Regions from separate parts of the Triticum aestivum genome. Here region 1 is linked to region 2. Evidence: chromatin contacts called from public Hi-C data. All regions are on one chromosome and are shown on one strand. Each heading gives the region's core, a stretch centred on a gene start, on an enhancer-like site or on the middle of the called end of the contact. The rest is flanking DNA. Distances are from core to core; before and after follow the strand shown.

The links. A called contact is a pair of places that touch in the nucleus more often than the background predicts.
Region 1: a contact with region 2 is called in a Hi-C map of leaf, with 3 times the contacts expected there. The contact joins the promoter of LOC123053825 here to the promoter of LOC123053821 in region 2. A contact is called at or near these places in 2 of 5 Hi-C or Micro-C datasets (both in leaf) and 1 of 1 datasets of contacts at active chromatin or transcription factors (leaf).

Annotation. Positions count from the first base shown.
Region 1 is chr2D:461,596,963-461,600,954 of IWGSC CS RefSeq v2.1, forward strand. It overlaps LOC123053825 (trafficking protein particle complex subunit 2), which reads left to right and starts at 2,335. Exons shown (of 5, transcript XM_044477402.1): 1 at 2,335-2,473. LOC123053822 (dol-P-Glc:Glc(2)Man(9)GlcNAc(2)-PP-Dol alpha-1,2-glucosyltransferase) reads right to left here and starts at 2,368. Exons shown (of 7, transcript XR_006425867.1): 1 at 1,865-2,368; 2 at 1,233-1,321; 3 at 259-1,162.
Region 2 is chr2D:461,219,556-461,223,809 of IWGSC CS RefSeq v2.1, forward strand. LOC123053821 (putative adenylate cyclase regulatory protein) reads right to left here and starts at 2,893. Exons shown (of 16, transcript XM_044477391.1): 1 at 2,674-2,893; 2 at 1,543-1,916; 3 at 1,336-1,464; 4 at 454-661; 5 at 218-364; 6 at 1-15. The coding sequence starts at 1,746.

The DNA of each region.
Region 1 (3,992 bases), core at 1,085-3,584, 380 kb after region 2:
AGGGCACATAATCTTGTAGAATTTAACTCCTTCTCAACAAAAAAACATTTTGCATTCAAAATTAGAACGTATAAATTGATAAAACGTTGCATCTGGTTTTCTCATAACAAGAAGAAAAATATCAATCATATCAGAAAAAGATCTATTTTCAATTTTAAAGGACATTAACAAGCCACCTAGTGAATCCCAAAAAGGAAGCTACAAGCTTACAGTAAAAGGTGGAAAAAAAATCTCAATTAAAACAGCTGGAGTACTCACTGGTGTGCGATTTAGTAGATCCAGAAACAACTCCCCTCTTCCTTATGGGGTGATTAGTTCGTCGTCTTCTCAAACCTAAAGCACTGACTTTGCTATCCCTGTCAGACACTTCTGTTCTTGATTTATCTGTTGGTTCACTGTTCTCATCAGAAAGGCAGTCACTGAGAGAAAGATCTTGCACATATGCAATGGCTCCATTGGCAGCAAAAAATATCATCCATATTACATTAGTCTGCCGGAAAAGTATTGAGAGAGCACCGAACTGCAGGCAAAAGGAACAAAAATAATTAGCAAAGGCAGGAAGTATATCAAAAATTTCAATGTGAAATGTGTGGTTTGGTTGCTAAAAAATGATGTGGGGCACTGAACATTTTCTTATGAATCAACAATCTTCACCATCAAGTATGCTATGGATAAATTTTATGAATGTACAACTTCCTGCAACTCAAGCAAGCTAAAGAAACTCCTGTTGTGAGCACAATAAATCAACAAATAATGTATATGCTATGGTCTCCACAAAATGCAACCTTATCTCACCGAAGCTATAAAGAACCACGTTCAAACACTCACCAATGCGCTGACCCAAAACCGTTTCTTCAAGCAGGACAGGTACATCGCAAGAACTGAAGCTAATGATGCGACATCAGTATAATACAGAAAGGTAAAGAACCAGTGGACAGGATACAACGCTACAAGAATAGCATAAGCAGTTGCCTTCGTCTTGCCAATTCCTGGCTTGATACACAGAAGCAGGTCATGGACAAGAACACCGCAGACCATTGCCATTATAACATTAGTTGACCGGAGAAGTGCTGTGGTGCAAAGGGGGTCAAATGCCTCTGCTACCTTGATAGCCCATGCACCAGGAAACAGGGAAGCAAGATATGCTAGAGAAATGTAGTACCTGCAAAATTGCAGCAGTTCGTCACAAGAAAACTTTGAGTTTGAAGCAATGAGGAGTAGTTGAAGCTCACAGGCCAGGAGGGGTGGTGATCATGGGATCCCAAGTCAAGAAATCTCCACGGCAGTAGTGCTGTGCCTGGGGAACATGGAATATCTCATCCTAAAAACAAACAATAAAGTGGTAGCGGATATGTTATCATGTTCTATTTGGAAGCATATTGTGCTATACACATCTTCAGAATGAGAATACAGCGAGATTAGACAAAAGTATGAACCCTAAAGATCTTGCTAAAGCTCTACCTATGCCCCACATCTGCTTGCTGAATCTAATTTCTCCATAGAACTCAACTTTCTATTTAACTATGAAACTATATATAACTCACAAAATCCCTTCATGCAAACGATGACGTTTTCCTACATGAGAACCAATGCTATCATATTAATGCAAATGTTTGTGCCTAATATCTTACTTGTATAAACAGCATTGGGCAAACAAGCGTAGTTGCAACTTCAGACCCTATGTGATTTTCAGTGAAAAATAAATCCTAACGCATGACGATGTTGCGAAACGAAAGGAATCGTTGTTTCCCAATTAGCATTTCTTCAGATAACTAGATTGCCTTAATACCACCATACTTCATCATCAGATTATAAGCAAGTGAGAAGTGACATTAGACATGCATATCGTGGCAAGAGGACTCACCATGTAGGGGTCAGGCACGATGGAGTCAACCAAGGCGGCGATCGGGATAGCCCATGCGGCCACCGCGGCGGCGACGGCCAGCCTTCCCATCCCGCAAGGCGGGGCTCTCAACTCCGGGAACCCCACCTGAGAGAGCCACCACGCTTCAGATCCAGTTCAGCGCTCGGGACTCGGAAGCACAGAGCTCATCACACGAACCCTCACTAGCTTGTCGGAGGCAGATTGCAGAAGGCCCGCGCCGTCGGTAGCGAGTTCGCCGGTGATACGACGCGGCCGGACGCTTCTACACTGCTCTACTGCTGCTGCCGCCGGCGTCTCGCCGGAGGTCTCAGGCTAGACCGGTGGAGATTTCAGCCGCGAGACGTCGGCCCAGTCGTCTGTAACGTACCGGCTCGAGCAGGCCCACGACTCTGCGTGCCCAACGCACCGGCCCGGCCCGGCCCAACCAGAGGCGGCAGGTACCTAGCGAACGGGAAAGAGGGCGAAGTCTCATTACTCGTTGCGCTTAGATCTCCCACCCTCTGATCTCTCCCGAGGCGCGAGCAGGAAGACGCTGGCGGGCGGCTCCGGCGACCGGAGACTCTGCGGCCTTCCCTCCGCCCTTTCCATGTGAGCAGCTCCTACTCTTCTCCTCCCCCATCTCGAGTTTTCTTAGGTTTGGATGGATCAGTTTAGTCTTTGGTTAATCAGCAGCGGATAGCTTGTTAAAAGAACCAACAGGGAGCAGCAGTGTGGTTGAATCGGGAACATCACGTACAGTTGAATACTGACTCCGCTATTTTTAGCTAGACCTAGGATCTTGACAAAGCCACTGGGCCAAGAAGGAATTGCTGTACAAGTGAGGACCAGTGGGAGTAGAATTATATTGAGATCTGATGAATGGGTGGGATATGCAAAAGTCTGTGTATTATCGTTTTGTCGTGTTGGTCTGTAGAGATCAGAGTATCTTCAAATCCACCCAATATGATTTTGTTTTCTTAGTGCTTGATACATTCTTAGATCACTTGGGGCCTCAACGAAAGAGTCCTCTGATTTTGAAATATATCTCCAATCCAATAGGGCAGCCCGGTGCATGTAGCTCCCGCTTGCGCAGGGTCCGGGGAAGGGTCCGACCACTTTGGGTCTATTGTACGCAGCCTTTCCCTACATTTCTGCAAGAGGCTGTTTCCAGGACTCGAACCCGTGACCTCCTGGTCACAAAGCAACAGCTTTACCGCTGCGCCAAGGCTCCCCTTCCATCTCCAATCCAATACTATAGTATAATATGATTTTGAAAGAGTATAAGCTGGCATTTCTTGCCACCGATTGCTATAAACATCTGTAGTGAGATGCCTAGAACTTCTTGAAGCAGACTTGGTTTGACCATAGTATCAACTTCAGTCACAAACTCACACATACTTGAGAAGAATATTTTGTGGCTGTTATTCTACTCTGAGCAGTGAGCTTGAAATTTTGCTATACAACTCATGGTTTCATGTTAATCAAACTGGGAGATGCCCTCTATTTCCAAAAAAAAAATTGTTGAAATTTTAGTAATTAAACTAGAAAAAACCTGTGAATGTGCACCTTTTTTATGTCAGTTTTTTCACACATGCCCCATTCTCTACCATCTGAGCAACTAAGAGTTATTTCACTGAACTACGATTTCAACACCAAAAAAAAACTATGTCTAGTAAAAGCACAAGTTTACAGAGTTTTTGGTACAAACACAGCTTGCGTCTTAACAGCTAAAATGTGTTAGCGCACATAAGTGAGATGATATTTGGTTGCAGTTAAAGTCTCTTAGTGCAAAGCAACAGAAGGCATGCACATCAGTAATCAGTTAAGACGCAAGCTGGCGTTTCTTGCCACAGATTGCTATAAACATCTGTAGTGAGATGCCTAGAATTTCTTCAACCAGACTTGGTTTAACCATAGTATCAACTTAAGTCACAAATTCACCCATACTTGAGGAGGATAAGTTGTAGCTGTTATAGTTTTATGCTGTTATTCTACTCTGAGCAGTGAGCAATTGTTGAAATTTTGCTATATGAGTCATGGTTTCATGTTAATGGAACTGGGAGATGCCCTCTGTTTCAAAAAAAAATGTTGAAATTTTGGAAATAAAACTAGATAAAACCTATGAATC
Region 2 (4,254 bases), core at 1,643-4,142:
CCAGTTTTCTCAAGCCTGTAAAAGAATGTTATGTTATTGCAACAGAGGCAAGTAGTTTTTCGGAGTTACTTGCTATTGAGCGGCCGCATGCCAGTTCTTATAGTGACTACAAACAAATGTATGTATCACATGTCAGGAAATGGAAATGTATAAGTTGGAATAAATTAGGTGATTGGGCATGCTTTACAAACAATTGGTTCAGGAAACAAAAGGCCACCTTTTAAATGAACAAGGCCACCATGAATTTTTGGGCATCGCTCAAGGTCCAAATTTACCAAGTTAACTAACTTGGCAAAGGCTTTTGCTCCTTCAGCTGTAACAGCAGCACATTTCTTAAGGCTGAGCGATGTCAAGTTTGAGAGGCCTGCAAAATGAAGACACACATCATACATCATAAAAATGAACATTCACCCCCCAGACTCGCACAGCTACTGGACTATTGTCATCACTTACCTGACACTGTTTTAAGTCCATGTTCAGAAATTCGATCACAGTAATTGCATGCCAGACTTTGCATATTTGAGCAATCTTTGAGAAGATTCAATCCACTATCAGTCACATCAGAGCAAGAGATGTCAACAGATAGCAAGGACTGCCCTTGAGAAGCGATTACTTCCATCCAAGCATCCTTCACTCCAGGGTACTCATCCAGACAAATATCCTGATACCGAATAGTGTGGAAGATTAATTGGTTGACATATAAGGCTAACTCGTCCCAGAGCGCGATAGAAGCCTTCAAGTTTTTCTTTTCTGGTCTAGCTCACCAAGCAAACTGGTGGCTTGGCTTGCAATTTACCTTAAGCAAGAAGTGCCATCTGACTAGGAATAAGGTAGCTAGCTACCCAAGTGATCTCAAATGGTCTATTAAATGGGCTTCCCTAAGGAATAGGGACTTTTTCATTCTTACCGGATAAATTTACCAAAGTAATTTTTACTTTCTAGGAACAAGCTCAAGACAAGCTTGACAAAGAATTGCATTCTAAATTACTGAGTGAACCTTGAAAAACCAACAATGAATGTCTGATAAGATGCCTTTCTTCACTCCCTGATAATACACATAAGAGTTTGTCGAGAAAAATAAAATACATTTACATATAAAGGCCTGATTGATGGTACGGGAACTTTAATTTTACATCAAGTAATTGTTCATAGTTAACAGGGATAAGCTAGACTTGTACTATTATTTTATTCATCATTCTTTTGTACATAACCCATATTAATAAAAAATTCAGTGGGGAATTTTCCCATTGTTTCGCCTTAAAAATTGTATTTAAGACAAAACATCACTGTCTATTTCATTCGAAACAGTTTACCAAACAGGCACCAAAATTTCACCTGCAAAGCACAGTCGCGAAAAGCTCCCAGCAACTCCTCATTGATGTAGCTACACCGCACCAATTCGTTGAATATCTGCTGGCTAAGATCCCTAGGCAGCATGGAGAAATCTGAATACCTACTTATGTCCTGCAATCACCCACATCAACTCAGCCAAGAAGAGGCATCGCATGGCCAAACTCTGAAGATATGAGGTCACAGGATTACCTCACGGACTCTGGCCACGCAAAGTTCAACCAGCGACGGGCGGCGACCTGGGCCCGGTCCCTGCGCCTTCCGGAGCACATCAGAGCTGCTGCGTGACAGCGTGTGGAGCAGCCACTTGAAGCTGCCGCTCTTGGAGAACTTGACGCTGTACAGTTGATCCTCATGGACCACCTGGCCTCTGTTCCTTGAGCAGGCACTGCCCATGGCGAGTTCTTGCACTGAACAAAACCTGATCACTGCCTCAAGTCTATGGATCGACGTACAGTGTCACGGACCATGGATAGACTCAGAGGTGCGTGTTCTTCCTGGCCACGGCTCGATTCCCTAGCATCCATTCCAGGCGTGACTACGACTTGGCCTTCTTCAACGCCATCCTGCATCATCAATAAATTAATATAATCAGTAAGCTTGACTTGCACTGCAGCAAGGAAATTACTATCAGAAGATTGTCAATATAATCAATAAGCTTGAGTTGCACTGCAGTAAGGAAGTTACTATCAGAAGATTGCCAATATAATCAACAAACTTGACTTGCACCGCAGTAAGGAAATTACTATCAGAAGATTGTCAATATAATCAATAAGCTTGAGTTGCACTGCAGTAAGGAAGTTACTATCAGAAGATTGCTAATATAATCAATAAACTTGACTTGCACCGCAGTAAGGAAATTACTATCAGAAGATGAAGATTGTATGCAGACGCAGTCAGACAAAACCAAACCCCCACGCAATCGATTCTAATGCAAGTGGTCGGTTTCGAGTGAAGTGTTCATCTCTCACGCAACTGAGCCTGGGCGTCCAATCACCACACACCGCCAACCAATCCTACACGCAATTGAGCCCCACGAACAGAGCAACCAGCCCCTGCGGATGATTATGCCGAACAGAACACAGAACCCTGCAAATATGCAACAGTATCGAAGGTTCCGTCCGCACCAAGCTCTGCAAATCGCGGACGGCAGGCAGAGCGAACTGCAAAAATGCCCAAATCTCTGGATTGGGATAGCCGAAGAAGAGAGGATCAGAGCAGAGACGGAGGAGAGCACGTCGGAGGCTGGACGAAATCAGCAGCAGCCGAGAGAATCGCACTCGCGCCTAAAGTTAGTTATTATTGCATAGGAGGTGAAATTACCTGATCGGGCGTCGAATCAGGCCACCGGAGCCACCTGATGCTGGGCTGAGCCACGGATTAGCGGAGCTCGACGGAGCCGGCGGCTGAAATCGTCGCCGTCGTGCCGTATCTGATTCCAATCCGGCGAAGTCTCGCGAGCGACAGTGACGACGCGAGGTCAGGTCAGGTCCGGCCACGAGTGGGGAGGGAGGAGGAAAGGTGGGGATGGAGGAAAAATGGCTTATAGCGAGCGCCGGGGAGCAGCGTGCGAGCTCCACGTGTCGCGGGGCGCTGGAACGGTACGCGGGGCTACGGAAGGTTGCGTCACTGACACGCGGGGGCCGCGGACCTTCTGGACCCACAGCCGGTGACACGGAGGAAACGGATGATGGTGGGTGGTGAGCGAGGGGACGGGGGCCACCAGGAAGCGGAAGGGATAAGGGCAAAGGGGGTGGGGCACCACCGTGGCGGGCGGGCGCACGGCACCCCGGTTTTGTGACCCCGAAGAGGGATGTTCGTTGTGCGGGGGTGCACGTGGGCCCCGCGGCTTTACGACCGCAGTTTTGCTATTTATCGCCTCTCGCTGGTACACTCGTCGTCCAGAAGTACTGCTATCGCGTGCGAGTCAGCAGCCGCATGTGTCAGTTTTTTGGTGCGACGGGACAAAACGAACACGTTTGATGTTGCTTTTTGTTGCGGTGAGAAAACACGTGACATCGGGCACTAGAGCATCTCAACAGACCATATCAGCATGAAGATGACTTTCGCCTGAACAACCGGTTTTAGGCATTCGTATCAAAAACGATGCTCTAGGAGCTGCCCTATCTCTAAACCGTGCTGTAAATTTTTACGGCATCTATTTTGGCCTCGCATGCTGTAAATATATGGCAGTAGTCGGTTGCCGCAAAACAAATATCGTGGTCGCGCGAAGCCCGCGCACGTCAAACTTCATCCTGCCGCGGCTTCCCCTACATCATCGCTGCTGCCGAATATGGGCACCATCGTCAACGCCCCCTTCCGCCCTATCAGCCACCGCTCCACCCCATTCGGTAGCCACTTCACTGCCCCATCGCAGATCCATAGTCTCTGCGTCTGGCAGGCCGCTGAACCACCGAATTAGTCCGTCGTCGCTCCACTGCCACCGCCGATTTGAGGATGTCACGCGGCAACGCCAAGCTGAGGAGCGGCATGGGTTTCCCCGGCATTCAGCTCCGGTCGTCCGGCCGCTATGCCACGGAGATCTTGTGCATTGGGATGTTGGCACCGGATCGGGATATTCGAGGCACTAGAGCTCGCGGCGCGCGCTTATGACACTGAGGCTTGGAGGTACCTGGAGTCGAAATCCGAGCTAAACTTTTTGGACGTCACGAGGTAGGAGGTGGTGGAGTTCCTCGCTCCCAAATACGGATTCTGTCGCGCAAGGAGGAGAAGAAGGACCAGCTCGTCATGCAGCAGCCTCCGCCGATGATAACGATGAGGCGGCTATGGCAAGGTTCGCCGCAGAAAATCCACACCTTGTGATACGGAGCCTCCCGTAGACATCACCTGTAAGAGTTCCTTTGTCAAGAGACACGTGCAACATCTACTTCAAACATATAAAGG